2 separate regions of the Mus musculus genome follow, and region 1 is linked to region 2. A link is a contact called in public Micro-C data. All regions are on one chromosome and are shown on one strand. The core of a region is the stretch at or near the end of the contact, and the rest is flanking DNA. Distances in the headings are between cores, read along the strand shown. Region 1 has its middle 26 kb from the start of Gm41316. Region 2 overlaps Eif3e (eukaryotic translation initiation factor 3, subunit E).

What was found. Hi-C and Micro-C count contacts between places; a contact is called where the count stands out from the background.
Region 1: a contact with region 2 is called in a Micro-C map of embryonic stem cells, with 4 times the contacts expected there. The contact joins two enhancer-like sites. A contact is called at or near these places in 1 of 15 datasets of contacts at CTCF or cohesin (pro-B cells), 34 of 484 Hi-C or Micro-C datasets (the 3T3-L1 cell line, 3T3-L1-derived adipocytes, the AML12 cell line and 17 more), 5 of 115 datasets of contacts at active chromatin or transcription factors (bone marrow-derived dendritic cells, embryonic stem cells and fibro-adipogenic progenitors) and 1 of 9 other capture datasets (adipose tissue).

Annotation. Positions count from the first base shown.
Region 1 is chr15:43,527,803-43,531,461 of GRCm38.p6, reverse strand. No RefSeq gene overlaps it. Among named protein-coding and RNA genes, the nearest start is that of Gm41316, 26 kb to the right of the region's middle. Within about 2 kb of position 1,406, at least 7 of the 459 cell types and tissues checked have an H3K27ac peak or open chromatin away from gene starts, as enhancers often do. A contact at or near this core is called in embryonic stem cells, where this site is marked.
Region 2 is chr15:43,258,432-43,261,875 of GRCm38.p6, reverse strand. It overlaps Eif3e (eukaryotic translation initiation factor 3, subunit E), which reads left to right. Exons shown (of 13, transcript NM_008388.2): 10 at 707-816. Among named protein-coding and RNA genes, the nearest start is that of Eif3e, 23 kb to the left of the region's middle. Within about 2 kb of position 1,580, at least 1 of the 459 cell types and tissues checked has an H3K27ac peak or open chromatin away from gene starts, as enhancers often do. A contact at or near this core is called in embryonic stem cells, where this site is marked.

The DNA.
Region 1 (3,659 bases), core at 157-2,656, 270 kb before region 2:
CTGAGGGGTTACCAAACAATGGGGCTGTATTTTCTCTGGTCCTCTCTGACCTACGAAGAATGACAGTTAGGCCAGGAAACTGAAATTAGATCCAAAACCAGTTGTCATTTGAGCTGAACATTTGAAAGCAGTGGTTCCTTCTTAGCACTCTGGAGACCTTCACTTTGACTGCCAATTGCTGTGGACAGCCAAAGCTACAAGGGGTCTCAGAAGATGTGGCACACTCACCCTTCCATGTAATTCATAACCCATTTGCCTAAGAGGTACTCGAAAATAAATTCAAGTCACAAAGGACACTCAATACTTTATCCCACATTTGATGGGCAGTTCTTAAAATTTCTAATTCATTCTGTTATATAATTTTTTTACTGTTACTGTATAAGCTTCCCTAATAGTGACTTCCTTGCTAAAGGAAGTTCACCAAAGTTACACAGTAACTTGATAGAAGTAGAGAATTTTCTCACATATCTAAACATCTTAAAAATGAATTTTGTAAACTGGAGAGATGTTTCTGCAGTTAAGAATACTGTTCGTTCTTTGAGAGGACCAGAGTTTGATACACAGCACCCAAATGGCTCATAACCATCAGTATCTCCAGCTCCAGACAATCTGATGCCTTCTTCAGGCTTCGATATGTAGTGCACAGACAATAAGGCAGGTGAAACATCCATATACATAAGATTTTTAAAATGAATTTTAAATTCTTACAGTTTTTATATTCTTGTGAACAATAGAGATGCAAATATCATACTGGAATTCACTCATTTTTTAATGAAGGTTACTTCTAATTTAGTTTTTGAGAGATATCCAAATTTACTATAAGCTGTACAAGAACAATGGCTAAGGAACTCTGTATTCTTGCTTTCTGCTGTGCTATTTTGTGTGGAGCAGCAGTATTGCATACTATAATACAAAGCATGTATCTTCCCTACATTATGGTGATGATAATATTTTGTTGCAAAAAACCCCTGCAATTATGAATGTATATGGATGTGTACCTATAGACCTACAGGAAAATATTTACATATGAATATCAATAGGCTACTTTATAAATGTCTAATGTTTCTCATGATATTGAGGGCACTTAACATAAATAGAAATAATTAACCTTAACTTCTGAGAAATTAAAGTGATAGTTACTTAAAAGTGATAAACTATTCTTAAATTAAAAAGAAAAAAAATACTCCAAAATATAAAATACATGGGGTAAAAGGTTTGTGGTAAAAAGAAGTTTGAGTTAAAAATAAAAGAAAAAAGATGCAAAGCGAAAAGAGAAAAATATAATACAATAAACACTAACATAAAAAAAGGTTAAGCAGCAAAGAATGAAACATACAGATCTCCACAGCAACAAGTCTCCATTGTCCACCAACTTAGTATAACAATGGGTTTCCAATTTCAGTGGCTCTCAGGATTACCTTTCAAAAACACAAAATGCTAGAATTAGTAGGGCGTAGCTCACTTGATAAAGCATTTGCCTAAGTGTGGGTTCAAGGTCAAGGCCCTGGATTTGATCCCACCCAATTCCTCCAAATAAAAGCACATGCTGTTTTGTTAACTATCTGTAACTGTTCCAGAGTACTTTTAAAAGTTGCTCCAACACATTGTTTCAAACAGTACTTTCGAAAATCAAATGTCCATCCAGCTATGGGTCTGTTTCTTGGTTATCCTTTCCTGCCTGCCGATCCGATCTTCATACTGACCACTCCAAGAGTCCTGCTCACTGCAGCCTTCTATCTTAGTACCTAGCAGCACCATCCCTCAATTTTCTTGTCTTCAAGTGCTAATGCCCCTCTCTGGCGATGCCTTTTCACACACTGCAGAATCATCTTTTGACCTACAATAAATGGAGAATCCTGACAGAAATTACGTTAATTCTATAGAACCACTTTGAGAAAACAACTGTTAAAATGTTAAAGCCTTTAATCCCGAAAAAATGATTTTTTATATACATTTTATTAGCATGAGTCATATTCATCAAAAAATTTCTCTTTTGCTTAGCAAAAAACAAACAAAAACCCAAAACCTTACTGACCTTACTGAATTAATGTATGAATCCGGTATATTTTGGACGCTACCTTAAACTTTTTCTGTGGACAATCTTTTTAGTGGGAAGGAGATGTAATTCTTTCTTCCTTTTCAGTTTACAAGCCTTTTATTTCCTTTTTCTATGCAATTATGTGGCATAAATGAAGAAAATTTGTCTTTGCTCAGTATCTTACTGAGAATGTATGTAGTTTTTCTGCCGTTAAGTTGCTGTTGATTCTGCTCATCAAGTAAGGAAAGTTTTCTTTTGTTTCTGAGGCTTTATTCTGAATCATAAATGGAAACTGAAGTTTGCCAAATGCTTTTTCTACATAGATCTAGAGTTTTTCTATTATGATAAAATATATTTATTTTCAAATATTTAGCCTCACATTTCTGACACAGCTTCTACTCATGTCCTGTATCTGTCACAGAAAGGAAATTCTGTCATTGTCTAAACAAAACAGCTCACTGTAAATAAAGAAGAAATAGAAATTATCTGTGTACTTATATTAAAATTTATAAATTACTACTATTAGCAACAAACTTAGGCAGGAAGTTATTTTAAAAATACCTTTGAACAATCAAAGGAAACCGCAGGGAGCAGCCACAGGAAGAACTAACTTTCTTACTACACAAATACAACTTCAGAGATACATTCATATCTAGCAAGGGAGAAAAGGTGCAGGCACGAGGTTATTTATGTTTCATAATGCTGATAATATAAATGTTTCATAATGCTGGAGATGCAGTAAGTAGGTTTGTATACATAAAACGTATATCTTTATGCTAACAGATCGGTGGTGAAAAAGTATCTTCACATGGGCAGCATTAGCTCACAGAAGACTACAAATTTCTGTTCATTGCTCATGAACTTATAAAATGAAAATACCTATAACATGTAAGATTAAACACCAAAAACAATTTTCTGGTACAAAGAATTATTTAAACGGTTAAAAGTAGCTGATAATGAAAGTAGTTGTCAATATTTTCTGTAACCCCTACTCATAGTTGGAGAATAAACAGCCCTGTATAGACAGCTGCCTGGTGCTTAGCACTCAAATCTTTTCTAACCTATGGAGACAAGCAAAGTGCTGTTGAAGGCAGAGTACTGGCTATGCACTACTCAAAGAAACAGACAAGAAATTGTAGTAAAGAGATGACTATATATAAGAACAGTAATAATATTTTAAAAAATAGTTTAGATTTTTCCTTTCCCCTGAAAACTAAGGAGATCCCAGTGGTTACAATATCCTTGATATTTTTATGATTCTAAATATATTATATGTAATTCACAATTAAAAGCTTTAATAACCATAATGTGTAAAAGGGTTAATTCTAAATGTTTAGCCCATTATTGCCTTTGAGGCATTTTATGGATAAAAATGTCTACATCAAACAAAACCTTCACAGAGCTATCATCAATTTTAAAGAATGTTATAATTTATGTAAAATTTATTATTAGAACAATTTGAAAGAATAAAAACCTCAACAGCCCACTGAAATGTACAACAAAATCCAGCCTGACACTGTAAAATACTCAAAATAATTTGTTTCTGCAAGCTATATATTTGTATGTTTCTCCTCACCAACGAGAAGAACTTAGCTGACAAATGAGCTCTACAACAACACAC
Region 2 (3,444 bases), core at 331-2,830:
GGGGTTAGGCGAGGGTGTGTACACAGTTTGCTGTTTATCTTAAGGTGATCCTAGGCTCACGATCACTATACCTTAGGTTTCTGAGTGGAGAGACTGAAAGTGCAATCCCATCCTCAGATAGTTTTGTCTTTTAAAATCAAGTTACAGGAACAGAATTCCCAGTTTAGCTAAGAGCTTGTTTCTCTAAAAGAAAAAAATGTAAATTGTTTTTTAATTAGTCAAAATAGGAAACTAAAATCTTCCTTGATAGTTTGTGTCATTATAACCATATGAACATTACACATTACATATACATTCCTTTTAAAATAATCTCTTAATTATTACTGTCTTTGACATAGGAGCTGTTCATTGCAATGTTTCCTAACCCTGTCTTGTTATAGAAAGTTCATTCCCTTAGTTCATTCTTTATTTTTAAGTTAGCTAGAGCATGTTGTACCAAAAAAAATGTATCATGGAAGTTACTCTGTTAACCTCAATCATCAATAAAACAAGGAGACATTGGTAATTCCTGGAGTTTTTATTTTTTTCCTGTTATTCTTTATTTGTTTTAATTATTTCGGATTTGGACGTGAGCAACATTCTAAAGAGTACTATGTTGTAGGATTTTTTTAAGATAGTGAGTAAAGCAATGAAGTAGACAAAGTGAGTCAAGTGTTTAAGAACAGTTGTCATTTGATTGATTTTTGAATATATGCTGTGTATCTAGGTGCTCGTGAATGACTTCTTCCTGGTAGCGTGTCTGGAGGACTTCATTGAGAATGCCCGTCTCTTCATATTTGAGACGTTTTGTCGTATCCACCAGTGTATCAGCATTAAGTAAGAGCACACAGATTGCATGTATATTTTCTACCTTTAGTCTCTACAGATTGCCATTTATTATAATGTTACATGTAATGAAATTTCAGTTAATTCTATTTATTTCTCTTTTGAAAGAAAATAATTTGCTAATAATTTATGAAATTTTTAACATGTTTGAATTTTTAGAAATGTTTAGTCCTTATTTGGCAGAATATAGTTTTCTGGAAATGACAAGTTGAAGCCTTTTTCAGCTTATTTTCAGTTACCTTTTTTAAGAATAAACAGTGTTGTTTCATTATGAACGGATAGGTAAAATGGTTTTCAACAGGGTCAAATGACTTAGCCCTTAGCAATTGGAAATGTTGTTGAAAGACCACTACATTTGGTAATAATTTTGTTAATTAAGTTTGTTTATTAAATTACATATTTAAATTCTTATATAGTAAGCTTCTGTGACATCCTAAAATGTTGAAACATGGAAAGCTTGTGGTGAATTTTAGTTGAAAGTTTCTCTGTTGTGTGAGAAAATAATTAGAAAAATTGTGAAATGTACGTGAGCTATTAGAAACTAATTTCATGTATTAAACTTTCAAAAATTATTAGTGTCTTTTGGCCTCAGATGAAGTCAAATATAAAACATAAAAACTTGGTACTTTTAATCTTTGCCTCTGAGGAATTGTATGCAGACCAAATTCTGTTTCTTAAGCCATTTGGTTTTGGTAGGAGATCCATCCATACTTGCCTAATTTTAGTGAATTGTTCTTGAAGTGGTTGTCCAGAGTTGGAAGTGGAGTGTGATCAGTGGGCTTTTCTTATGGGAATTAGGACTTTGTTGTAGTTTGCAGGCATTCTTTTTAAAATTGATTCTCTTCTTATTCTTTCTTGTGCAATTGATTGTGTGATTAAAAAGGACAGGCAGATCGCACATTAGATGGCAGTACCTGGTCTTGATTGTTCTTTGTTTTTAAAATTTGTGTTTGAGGCTTTTCTGTGAGAAAGGAGTGTTGAGTATTTGGTTTTCTCCATTTCCTCGTAGGCTATGGTCGCCTGTGTGTTTGGGGTTGACCAGAACTTTTTTAGTTCTCCTTGTTTTTGAAAGCAAATTTAATCTTTGTAAGTGCTAATCTTTGTAAGTAAATAAATGTATTCTGAACAGGTCAGGTCACATGGCTTCTTTTCATTTTACTTCTAAGGTACCTGGGTTAGGAGTTGGTGCTAATTCCAGCTCTTTATCTTTATTAATGGGTACTTGAGTTCATTATTATGTTTCTTAAGTTTTGAGTTTACTGTGTTTGTCAGTAAAATGGACTAAGTATTTATCATGTCTACTCTTGTAAAATGTGTAGTTGGTAAAGGTAATAGACTAGGAATACCTCAGTGAATGTTGATGTTATATCTATGTTTGGTTGGCTTGCTTTTTGTTACTATCCAGGATCCAGACCAGGCCTTCTCATAATTAGCGGTGGGCAAGCACCTAACCACTGACCTATGTACAAAGCTCTTTCCTGTTTACTGTATATATGTTTCCTTTTTCTTGGATCTCTTCCGTTTTTTGCTAGGCTGTCTCTAAAGCGTCTTAAACTAAATTTCTAGAGGGGTTCCAAAGCCCTGGGTTCTCCTACTTAGTTCTTGAATTGTACTTACTTAAAGTTGATCAGACTTTTCTTTGCCTGCCTTAGAAAAATTAAAAACACTTTTTTTCTTTTAAGGACTACATAGATAATTTTCCTTTTCAAAATAGTAAATGAGATCAAGCACATTGAGGTTGTTGTGGAGCTGTGTTTTCAGATGTAAGTTTTGAGCTTCAAGGACTCTTAGAAAAAACTTCTAATCCAATACTGTGCATCTATAGAAAATTTTAAGTCTTGTCAGTTGAATAAGCCTAGGAAAACGTAGAGCTTTCTGTGGTTCTGATGGACATGCTTTGTATCTTCATTGTTTTACCTGGGTCACTAGTAACAATACATGCATTTCAGGGTCTAGAACCACAGCTTTCAAATGTTGAGTGTGCATGTGTGTGCTGGCCTGCATGTGAACAGTTTGGAGAATATCACATGCAGTCTTACTTATAGATGAAATTTTGTATGCATGCAAATTGGGCCTTTTTCAGGCTGTTCATATACATTTTTGATGACACTCGAGACTTGTAGAAATATGACTCTGTGTACTCTCCTGTTACTTAGCTGGAAACTTAAAGGTTTGATGTAATCATGGATTACCAGACTTAGGCTGATAGTCCTCTCATACATTGTAGTGTTCCGCACTAGGAAGTGTTTTGTTGGGAACAGTTTACATTTTTAGATATAATGCTTGTATAAATTGATGAGTTAAAATATATCGGTTGAGCTGAAGAGTAAACATGAAATCTTTGTCAGCTGGTAACTGTATCACAAAATCTCTAGGGTTTTTTGGTTTTGTTTTGTTTTGTTTTTGACACACACAGTTGTGATCTGGACACACATAGTTGTGATGTGTAACAGAGCTGCTGTGCCGTGCTTGAGGGCTGATTATTCCAAAGCACAGCCAGAATGGAAAAAATCATACCCCATCACTTAATTTTTTATCCATGTAAGTTATATCTCTTTAGAGTAATGAAGTTATAGACCAGTAACATTCTATCTTTAGTATGTTGAATATAGAAAGCTT